Linked DNA regions of Mus musculus: region 1 is linked to region 2. Evidence: chromatin contacts called from public HiChIP or PLAC-seq data. All regions are on one chromosome and are shown on one strand. Each heading gives the region's core, a stretch centred on a gene start, on an enhancer-like site or on the middle of the called end of the contact. The rest is flanking DNA. Distances are from core to core; before and after follow the strand shown.

Region 1 (5,051 bases), core at 924-3,423, 92 kb after region 2:
GAGGTCAACGAAGCTTTTACAATCACACCCTGGTGAGCTCCAGAACCTTCCAAGAGTTCAGGGGTCCCGACGGAATAAATTCTAAATATCTTTCCGTGACTCCAAAGACCAGATCTGTCCAGAGCCTCCTGCCTCCTCTCTAGCTCTAAATCCGCCCACACACTCTGGCTACAATGACCTTTGTGTCCCTTTCACCAAGTCTATTCCCATCTCCAACCTTCTCCAGCCTGGATGCCCTCCCCCCCCCCACCCCCCTCAAGTCGCTCTCTCAGTGGAGGACCCCTCTTGCTGGGTCCACTCTTAAATGCCATTCCCCACAAGTCCTGGTCACTTTATTTTCCAGGCAGCCCTGTCCCAGCAGGTGTAGTAGGTATTTGCTCACTTAGAGAGTTTCTTCCTCTACTTCTCTGCGCACTTCCATGGCCCCCCCTCCAGTCTGGACCTTTTCATTTTACACAAGATATTTCCTTTAGCACTCGGATATGTGTTCACCACATGTGTTAAAAACCAACCAACCAACAACCCAGTAAACATTAGAGTCTATCTTTATAAAGAAAGCCCTCTTCTTGGCTGCCTGGGCCCCAAACTTTAACTCCTTCCCATCCCATCTTCCCCTCTTGCGACCCAGCTGACCCTTTTTAGACTTAGAAGCGAGAGGATCAGGGAAACAGTGTTCACAGCCCAGATAGAAAACTAGCCCAGAGGAGGGTTTCCAACCAACAGATGCCAATTTGCATTCTATTTACATGTAATTTGCATGCAGTTTAACTCCAAGTGCGGTTATTCCCAAAGCTCTGAGTGCCCACCAAAGAAACTTAGGAAATAACGTTCTCAAGTGCTTTGTCTACGGGGTGTGCTTAGCCTCTTCTGCATCCTCTTGTCTTTGTGGGGACCCCCGGAGCTTTCTGGACGCTGCTCAGGTGCCCCCACCCCGGCGCAGTCCGGCGGCCGATGCGGCGCGTGTGCTTGGGGGCCCCAGGCAGGGACGATGGTGCCCGCCACACTCCCGGGGCCTTTGTCCCTCTTCCAAAGAGCCGCCCCCTTGGCGAACAGAAGAAGAAGGGGGTAACTGGCTAGGCCGAGCTAGAACAGGGGGATGAACACTCTGATCTGGGGGCGTCCTCTGGAGCAAGGTCGGTGGGCCGATCCAAAACTGTTTAATCAGCTACCGCCGGCCAAGGAGGGGTGCTGGATCCTCATCTGTGCTCATCTCTCCCACCAGGTCCATGAAATGTGTGGGGTCCTTTGGGGCTTCGAGCCCCAGTCCCCTAGGAAGAGGGGACGTTGCACTGGGTAGTCCTTACCCCTAGCCTGGCTGCTTTCCTCAGAGGCCCAAGTGCCCTCGCCTGGGATAGAAATTCTTCCGCTTCACCATAAGCAGCCGCCCCTAGATTGCCAGCCCACTATTTGTCCCCCAGCTTCAGATTCCCTCCCTGTGGTGCCCACCCTCTCGCGCCTTTTTCCAAGAGTGCGTGGCCACTGCGGGCTGCAAGCTGGGTTCCCCAGACCCTGCGGCAGGTGAGATTTCAGGTCTCCAAAGGCCGGCCCCTGCCTCAGGCCATGTAGTGCTTAGTTCAGGACCAGCACCCTGGCTGTCCTCGCACCCCACCAACCGCCAGGCCCCCTGGAACCTGCAGGCGACGTCCCTCACAGGGGTCACTAGCACAGGGCCAGATTCCCCTTTATTCCCAGACGCTTGTAGTCTGTCCTCACCCCGGACCATAGTCAGAGCCTTAGTTCGTGGATTCCCCCACCAGATAAAGGTCCCCAAACCACTGCCCTCGGTCGGTCCAATGCGGCTCCTCTCCCGCCGCACTGTGGCACCCCTCACTCGAACCCCACGGCTTCTGCAGATGTACCCCAAGGAGGAGGAGGAGGGGGAGAAGGGAGAACAGAAAAAGCACGAGCCAGGATCCGCTCCGGATCTTTCCAAAATCACGGCGGGAAAAGTTTCTGGGGTCCCTACGGCGCCCTCCCCGTGCCCGCGCTGGCTGGTACTCACCGACCCTCGCGTCCCCGCAGCGCCGACGCTCCTGCTGGCCCTGGGCCCAAGTCACATCTCTGCAGCGCGCCCGCGGCCCCCGCTCCGCGCACGCCCGCCAGCCGAGCCCGCCTCACTGCATCGCCCTTCCGAGCTGCGGCCGCGCGAGGCGCCCCCTGGCCCGGCCCGCGCTGCAGCAGCCGCGGCCCCGCCTCTCCGTTAGGCCCCGCCCCAGCAAGCCCCGCCCCTGCCGGGTCTGCAGCTCTGCTCACCACCAGGACCAGAGCCACAGCTTGCTCGCATCCCCAGGCGCCTTCCTGGCTTGCTCGGAGCGCTAAGACGGCTTTCTCACCCAAAACTCCTGGTGCCCCAAATTCGAGGACATCTCCTCCTCCCTATTAAGAGTCCAGACGCACAGTTGCTCAGATTGATCTGTAGAAACATCCTCAGCCACATAGGACGCAATATTCCTACGAGGATCCTAGAGGGGCACTCCCCTCACACACCGGCAGCAGGTCTTGGACAAGGTTCTACTGCATGCGTTCTAAAGTCACCAAAGCCTCGCTGTGATGCACTTAGGAAGGTCCCCGATGAGCACATTCCCTGCCCTCTTCCACCCTGCTCCAGCCCGTCCTTTCCTCTTTAAGCACACTGAACCCAGCACCGATATCTTTGGCTATCCCAAACGTGACCATCACCGAGGTGACCTCCTCACGATGGTCCGTGTACAAGATCACCACCATCTCTTACACATCATTCACATAGGCACACACCCGCCACTCTCTTGGGCACACATACCTAGAGAGACCAGATTCTGGCTGTGCGCTGCACTGACGCTCAGGGCACAGATACCTCCAGTGACCACAGGGCAGGCATCGGACATACATGCTGGAGGAGTCTGGGACATCGCTCACCTGGCTGTCTGAGGTCAGCATCATCTAGGCTAGGCTTAGGGAGACTGCGCTTCGGCATCCCCTGCAGCGAGCTGTCAGTCTCGGGTTGTTCCTTACCTTTTCTTAGTCCCTGAAAGTCCTTTTCTCTCTTTCTTCAAGTTAGTTTTCTCCAGGGTCAGGCCACATAGAGCTTGGCTATGCGTCTCTGTGAATACACACACACACACACACACACACACACACACACACACACACACACACATATGTATATTTTAAGGACACATGTAAGGGACGTGCTCCTATGACACAGCCCTTCCCCATGTTAGCGACATTGTCCCGGCGCCAGAAACAGGGCTTGGTACACAGTAGGCGTTTGTTAAATGTTTTGCAGGACAAGGTCTTCCCAAGCTAGTACTGGTCAGACCGAAGAACTGGAACGTGGATGTGCACTGTCCCCTGGTGGTAGTTTGTGGAATTGACACCGACAGCTTTTAAACGTTTGCCTTCCTGGTCTTCAGGACCTCAACTGTGTAACCCAGACTGTTTTAATATGTGACCACTGGTGTACACCTGGAATACATTGTAAAGTTCTCCGCACAGGCATCTGGCCTTTGAAAGTTCCGTTCAGTGTTGGGTGAGAAACACCTGGCTCCATGTCCCAGAGGTCTAACTACTGCCATTTACAGAGTCAGAGCATCACAGAGAAGTTTCAAGTCCCTAGAGAGATGGCTGGGTGTGCAGGCTTGGAAAGAACTGCTCTGGGGACACTGGGATCTCCCAAGGGTGACATCTCTCTAGCGAGTCACTAACTCATGTGCTCACACGCTCAACCTAGGTCAGGCTGACCAAACAAATAAACTCCCAAACCAAGTATTTTCCCTGGTTCAACTTGTCACCTCAAAAATGATAAGGGCTGGGGGCTTTCCAGTGACACACAGTCTGTGGGACGTTGTCCATTGGTGTCTCCCACCAGACTGGAACTCAGTACCATCCAATTGGTTCTATTCAACCCTTGAGCACTTTCCCATAGACTACTACCATTGTGCAACTAAATGTTGTTGCTAGCGGTTATAAATGCACAGTGCATCTTATGTTCAAAAACATGCCTTGGGGGTTGGGAGCTATATCTTGATAGCAGAGTCCTTGCCTAGTCGTGCAAGAAAGCAATGGGTTTGATCCCCAACTCTTCATAAACCATGTGTGACAGCGTACAGCTCTAATCTCAGCTCCCAGGAGACAGAAGCAGGAGGGTCTGAAATTTAAAGTCATCCTTAGTTACATAGAGGCCAGTTAGACTTGTCTCAGGGTTTGGGGGATCCATGGGTCACATTTGTCCTTGTCCCATGTTCATCCCATCTCCTGCCCATGAGGAGGGCATGTCTCTCCAAGTATTTGTTGAACAAAAGGATAATTAAATTCCCATGTAAGAATGGCTATCTTGTGCCGGGCCTTTGAGCATGCTCTTTCCTCTGCAAACAAGGGGATTATCTCCCAGATGGGTGTGCTGCTCACGGCTATCCATCCCTGACTTTATTCATGGCATTTATGGAATTGTCTGTATCCCGAGTGTGACAAACAAAGGCTTGGAAAGCAGGTGTGTGTGTGTGTGTGTGTGTGTGTTTCTAGAAGTCTAAGGGGGTGGTTGGGGCAGAGGCAGGACTCAAATCTGGTTGGTTATATCTCACTCCCTTGCAAGTGATATGTCTGGAAACACTCCACGGAAAAGTGTCTAGAAGGTGGGGGTGGGGCAGCTGCCCGAGAGATCTTTTCATCGCCTTTTGTGATGAATGAGAACATCCTCAATAGACTCATGGGCATGCTCCTTTGGAGGTGGTGGTGGTTGGAGGAGGTTATGGAGCCTGATGGGGGACAATGTCACTAGGGGGCAGATCTGGAAGTTTATAGCCTCACCCTGCTTCCAGCCTGTTCCATCTGCTTCCTGTTTGCAGCTGAGATGTGACCTCTCAGCTTCCTGCTCCCGTGGCTATGCCTTTCCCACCATCTAAGTCCCCTGGAACAATCAACCAAACTCCTTTTCTTTATGTTTCTTGGTCACGGTATTTTACCAAAGCAACAGAAAAGTAACCAATTCAGCGCCCCTCTAATGAAGACTGGACACAGGACTTCAGTGTCTGCTAAGGACCAGTCTGTGCCAGCCACTGCTGGAGGCTTTGGGT
Region 2 (5,096 bases), core at 332-2,831:
CTGCATAGACAGCCTGGTCTACTTAGTGAGTTCTAGGACAGCCAAGACATAGAGAACTCCTGTTTCAAAAAACCCCAAAATGCAAACATACATACATGAAAACCTAGAAATACATACATATATACATAACACATACGTACATAATACAATAGTAATAATGAATAGAAATAGATAATAAAGTAAAATAATTAAGATTATACATTGAAATGAGTGCCATATTGGAAAATCCTTGTTTTTTATTTATATTTAAAACTATTGACTGTTGCTCAGTGGTAGAGCACTTACTAAGCTCTGGATTTCATTTACACACACACACACAAACACACACAGATGCACACTACACACGGAAACACACACACACACACACACACACACACACACACACACATCACATACACAGACACACACACCACACACATGCACAAATACATCACACACAGAAACACACACATGTGCATGTACGTACATACAGACGCACACAGACACACACGCAGTCCTCTGCTTGATCTAATCACTGAGAAGTATCAGTCTGTTATTCACCGAATGGCTTGTGTTTTTTCCATAATGGGGTTTTCTTTCCTCTGTTGCTTCTGTACTTTGAAAATGAACCATTTTCCTGAGCTAATGAAATAGTCTTTTTTTTTTTTTTTTTTTTTTTTTTTTTTTTTTTTTTTTTGAGACAGGGTTTCTCTGTATAGCCCTGGCTGTCCTGGAACTCACTTTGTAGACCAGGCTGGCCTCCAACTCAGAAATCCTCCTGCCTCTGCCTCCCAAGTGCTAGGATTAAAGGCGTGCGCCACCATGCCAGGCATTAATGAAAACGTCTTAAAGATCAGAGACCTTATTGGGCATGGTGACGAATGCCTTTGATCTAGCACATGGGAGGCAGAAGGTGATAAACCTCCAGGAATTTGAGGCCAGCCTAGTCTACATAGTGTGTCTCAGGCCATCCTGGACCACACACTGAGACACTGTCTAAAAGAGATGGAGGTGGGTGCTGAGAGATAGCTCAGTGACTAAGAGCACTTGCAGAGGACTCAGCTGCCATTCCAAGTACCCCCATGATGGTCCAAAAACATCTGTACCTCCAGTTCCAAGGGCACCCAGTGCTTACTCTGACCTCTGAAGGCACTGGGTGCACTAACTTACATGCAGCAAATCAGCCATACACATATGAAGAACCTAAAAAACAAGATACAAGACCTTTGCTCCTTGAGCATCCTGTAAACCTCTAGTCACTCACTGCCATGGAATCTTCAGGTGGCCTCAGGAGAAGTGACAGCCGTCACTGCAGTTGGAGACACAGAGCTCTGGCTTCTGCTGGCATTTGTATCCCATTATCTTTCCAGGAATGCAATAAAAATGAAATCTAGTTCACACCATGTAGCAAATATCTGCGGAGCTCCTACCTGCCGTGACACGGAGGGCTTGGTGCTGAGGAAACCGGAAATGAACAAATGAGGGCTGAAGCGCTAGAGCAGGAGGCACGTTTACAAGCGTCTGTAGTTTGTACAGTGAGTGTTGTAATTCGAGTGTTAACAAAGCGCTAAAGGGAAGCTGCTAGGCAGGAGACCCTTCCTGGGCCTGGAGCCAGCTGGGTTGGGTCCAGACTTGAATTTGAGAACTTAGGCGCTGCATTCTTCCAGGGTACCTTGGAGCAGGAAGAGCCAGCGAAGCAAGCAGGAACATGAGGACGGGAACTGGGGAACAACCTCTAGGCCAGGTGTTTGGACTTCAGCGGTGTGGGGAACTATGCTGTGCGTTGTGATGTTGGCAGTATTGTTGCCCTTTCCCTACTAGACACCCCCAACCCATATAGTTTAAATATTTCAGAACATCTGCAGACAGATGAATGTCTCAGTTGAGACTCTCTAATCTAATCCTGTGGTTTTTCTCCCTTGGTTGCATTTTAAAATCATCTGCAAACTAGGGCTGGAGAGATGGCTCAGCCAGTAGAGGCTGGGCTCACAACCAAAAATATAAAATCTTGTACAAACCAGGGCATAGTGGTGTGTGTCTTTAATTCCAGCACTTAGGAGGCATTGGGCCTCTGTGATTTTGAGGCCAGACTGGTCTAGATAGCAAGATCCAGGACAGCCAAGGCTATATACTGAGACCTTGTCTCAAAAAACAAGAAAAAAAAATTAAACCATCTGTAGAACTTTCCCTCAAGACCTGTTAAATTCAAATCTCCGTGATGTCCTGAACATTATTTTATTTCCATTTTTGTTTTAAAAAGCATTCTGTATGTTCAGTTTATTGTGGTTTCTATTTAGACAGACTCTTATTATGTAGCCTAGGCTGGCCTCAAACTTTCAGTTCTCCTGCCTCAGCTGAGTACTGAAATGATTCCCGAGTAGTCTTAGGGTACAGTCAGGTGCGAATTCTTTGTTAGGTAGACGTCACCCTGCATCTGGGTGATCATCACAAGTCTGACCAAGGAGCCACTCTGCCGGATGCTTTCTTGAATATGCTCGATCCCCTCTAAACTTTCCACAGCTCTTGCATATAGATGCTAAAACTGGGAAGTTGAAAATAAAGGAAGTGAGTCTTGGGGAATTATGGTGGTCACTGGACTTCTTCCCCACGCATGCGGCCTGCTGCCAGCCAGCCATCCTCTTATAGACAATGGCAAGATCAGAATAACAGGCAGTGCAGAAATGGAAATGTTCCCTGTCCCGTTCTTAGCCTTCTCTGCCTAAAAGGTTTTTAACCTTTTCCACCCTCCTCACAGAGCCCGGCCCCAGCCTCCCGCAAGGAAGGTTGCTGTGGCCTGTGCTGTGAGGTAGACTCATGGGTCCTGGGGCACACTGGCTGTTCTGGCCACAGCCACATTTCCAAGAAGGAACTGAAACACAGGTGATTAAGTTTTGCTCAGGGTGCTAAGTCAGCAGCAGAGGTGGGACTTGAACGCAGGCAGCCCACCTCCAGTCAGCCCCGTCAAGAGCACATTCGCACTGCACTGCCTCACCTGCCAACCGACCTTAACATGGTCACTAGTGAGACGGGAAGAAAACCGACCTCGTGAGGATGGAATACATGCATTTGGGTAGTTTAAGGGATTTGAAGTGGATATTTTGAGTAAATGAGTGTTTCCTTTCCTGGCTCACCTTTAGTAAACAACCTGTGAGAGATGCAATGCTAACTATGTCTGCTGACACTGCCTGCCTGCTGTAAGCCTGTCTACCAGTCTGGAAGGGAGCCAGCGACTTTGTGAGTCTGGATCTTATTTTAATGTCAAGGTCTAGCTGCCTACAGCTCAGTGCCACTGTCATGTGAGATTACAGCTGAGTTGGAAGTGGTTCTCACAGGTGGCTTCCTAGTGACTGTCCTGCAAGTGATCCCTCTCCCACCAGGTTCACCTGTCATCCTCTCTCCCCATCCTCAGTTTAGCAGACTCTGTATTCTGTCTAGTCCTTCATAGCTACCTTTCCCCTGCCTCTCTTTGTTTTTATATAACTACATTTTTGTATAGCCTAATATATTGACAGTCTTTAAAAATGCTCTTCTGCACATAAACTTGAAAGTAGAGTGTTTATCATGCATAAAATGTGTGCCTTTATGAGGTTGATGATGCAGGGAAAGGAAACGTTCCATGTCAAGGACTGGTGTGGGATTAAATCACTCAAGACCCGTCTTAGTTAGGGTTTTACTGCCATTACCAGATACCATGACCAAGGCAACTCTTATAAGGACAACAATTAATTGGGGCTGGCTTATAGGTTCAGAGGTACCATCTGTTATCAAGGCAGAAGCATTGGAGCATCCAGGCAGGCATGATGCAGCAGGAACTGAGAGTTCTACATCTTCGTCTGAGGGCTGCTCGTGGAAGACTGACTTCCAAGCAGCTAGGAGTAGGGTCTTAAAGCTCATGCCCAGAGTGACACACCTATTCCAGCAAGGCCACACACACTCCAAAAAAGGCCACTCCTCCAAATAGTGCCACTCTCTGGGCCAAACATATACAAACCATCACAAGACCTAAGGATTCTTTCAGAAAAACAACGCTTCACTTAAACATGGGCATCTTTGATTTTTCTCCAAGCAAAGAATTACTTTAAGGATGCAGAACAGGCATGAGGCTGAAGCTCAGTTGGTAGAGTGCTTGCCTAGTGCGCATGAAGGATGCATTTATAGATCCAGTCCCCAGCACTGCATAGACAGGGTGTGATGGTGCATGGCTAACATCTCCGTACTCCAGAGGTGGAGGCAGGAGAATGACAAATGCAGAGTCCTTGGTTACTTTATACCTACATAGCAGGTCTCAAAAGAAGGCTGCAAAACAAAGGGCTATTTATGTCTTTTCTTTTTGCTGTTTTCTCACTTCTAGTTGATGATTATGATTTTCTGTAATTATAATACAACATAAATTATATTAAAACACAAGGCTTCTTTGCTTTGATTTTCTTGCTTCTGGGCACTTAACTTCCCATATCTCTCACTAGTGAGCTGGCGTTCGCTCTGCTGAGGATGGGGCCGGTCTGTCCAACAGCTGGAATCCCTGCCTACTCTGCTTGCTACCTAAGCCGTTCAGTCTGACATAATCTCAAGACTTTTCATCAGGAGAGACTTTTCTTTCCACTAGAGTTAGATCTTTGCTTTGTTTTTGTAGCTCTGGGGATCAAACTCAGGGCCTTAGGCATGCTAGATAAGTGCTCTGCCAATGAGCTACAGCCCTAGGCCTAGGTATGGGTCTCCTGAGTGACAATTCTTGAGTTGCTAAAAGCAATAAGATAATAAAATTGTGTCTGATAGAAAGCAGGCCTGAGAGATGGCAAGAGTCTGAGTACTGACTGACTGACTGACTGACTGACTGACATGCTTACTTCTTATCTGGCTATGTTGAAAGTCAATGCTATTCTTTTGAAGTTAAATGAGCACCCTTTCTTTCCCCACCCTTTTTTCCTTCAGCCATTTTGAGTTCAATTTCTGGTACTTGTAGATGAAAGCACCTCGATTGATATGTCCTCTTTCGTGATATTGCCACATACCCAGCAGTACTCTGTGGTAGTCAGCTTTCTCTAGGTGCTGCCACAGTAACAAATAGCCCTCCCCCCCCATTTCAGTGTTGTACACCACAGGTTTACTGTTCACTC

Evidence for each region. HiChIP or PLAC-seq counts read pairs in DNA pulled down with a chosen protein or histone mark.
Region 1: a contact with region 2 is called in an H3K4me3 HiChIP or PLAC-seq map of neural progenitor cells, with 45 read pairs. The contact joins the promoter of Gprc5b here to the enhancer-like site in region 2. A contact is called at or near these places in 6 of 39 promoter capture datasets (the SN4741 cell line, embryonic stem cells, hippocampal neurons and 2 more), 1 of 15 datasets of contacts at CTCF or cohesin (the NIH/3T3 cell line), 45 of 484 Hi-C or Micro-C datasets (2-cell embryo, 8-cell embryo, the C2C12 cell line and 30 more), 27 of 115 datasets of contacts at active chromatin or transcription factors (the NIH/3T3 cell line, PVALB interneurons, SST interneurons and 19 more) and 4 of 9 other capture datasets (adipose tissue, embryonic stem cells, macrophages and 1 more).

The regions. Positions count from the first base shown.
Region 1 is chr7:118,993,038-118,998,088 of GRCm38.p6, forward strand. It overlaps Gprc5b (G protein-coupled receptor, family C, group 5, member B), which reads right to left and starts at 2,174. Exons shown (of 4, transcript NM_022420.2): 1 at 2,003-2,174.
Region 2 is chr7:118,901,535-118,906,630 of GRCm38.p6, forward strand. The region is part of intron 6 of Iqck (IQ motif containing K); the gene reads left to right. Among named protein-coding and RNA genes, the nearest start is that of Knop1, 48 kb to the left of the region's middle. Within about 2 kb of position 1,582, at least 68 of the 459 cell types and tissues checked have an H3K27ac peak or open chromatin away from gene starts, as enhancers often do. A contact at or near this core is called in astrocytes, bone marrow-derived macrophages, craniofacial prominence and 8 more, where this site is marked.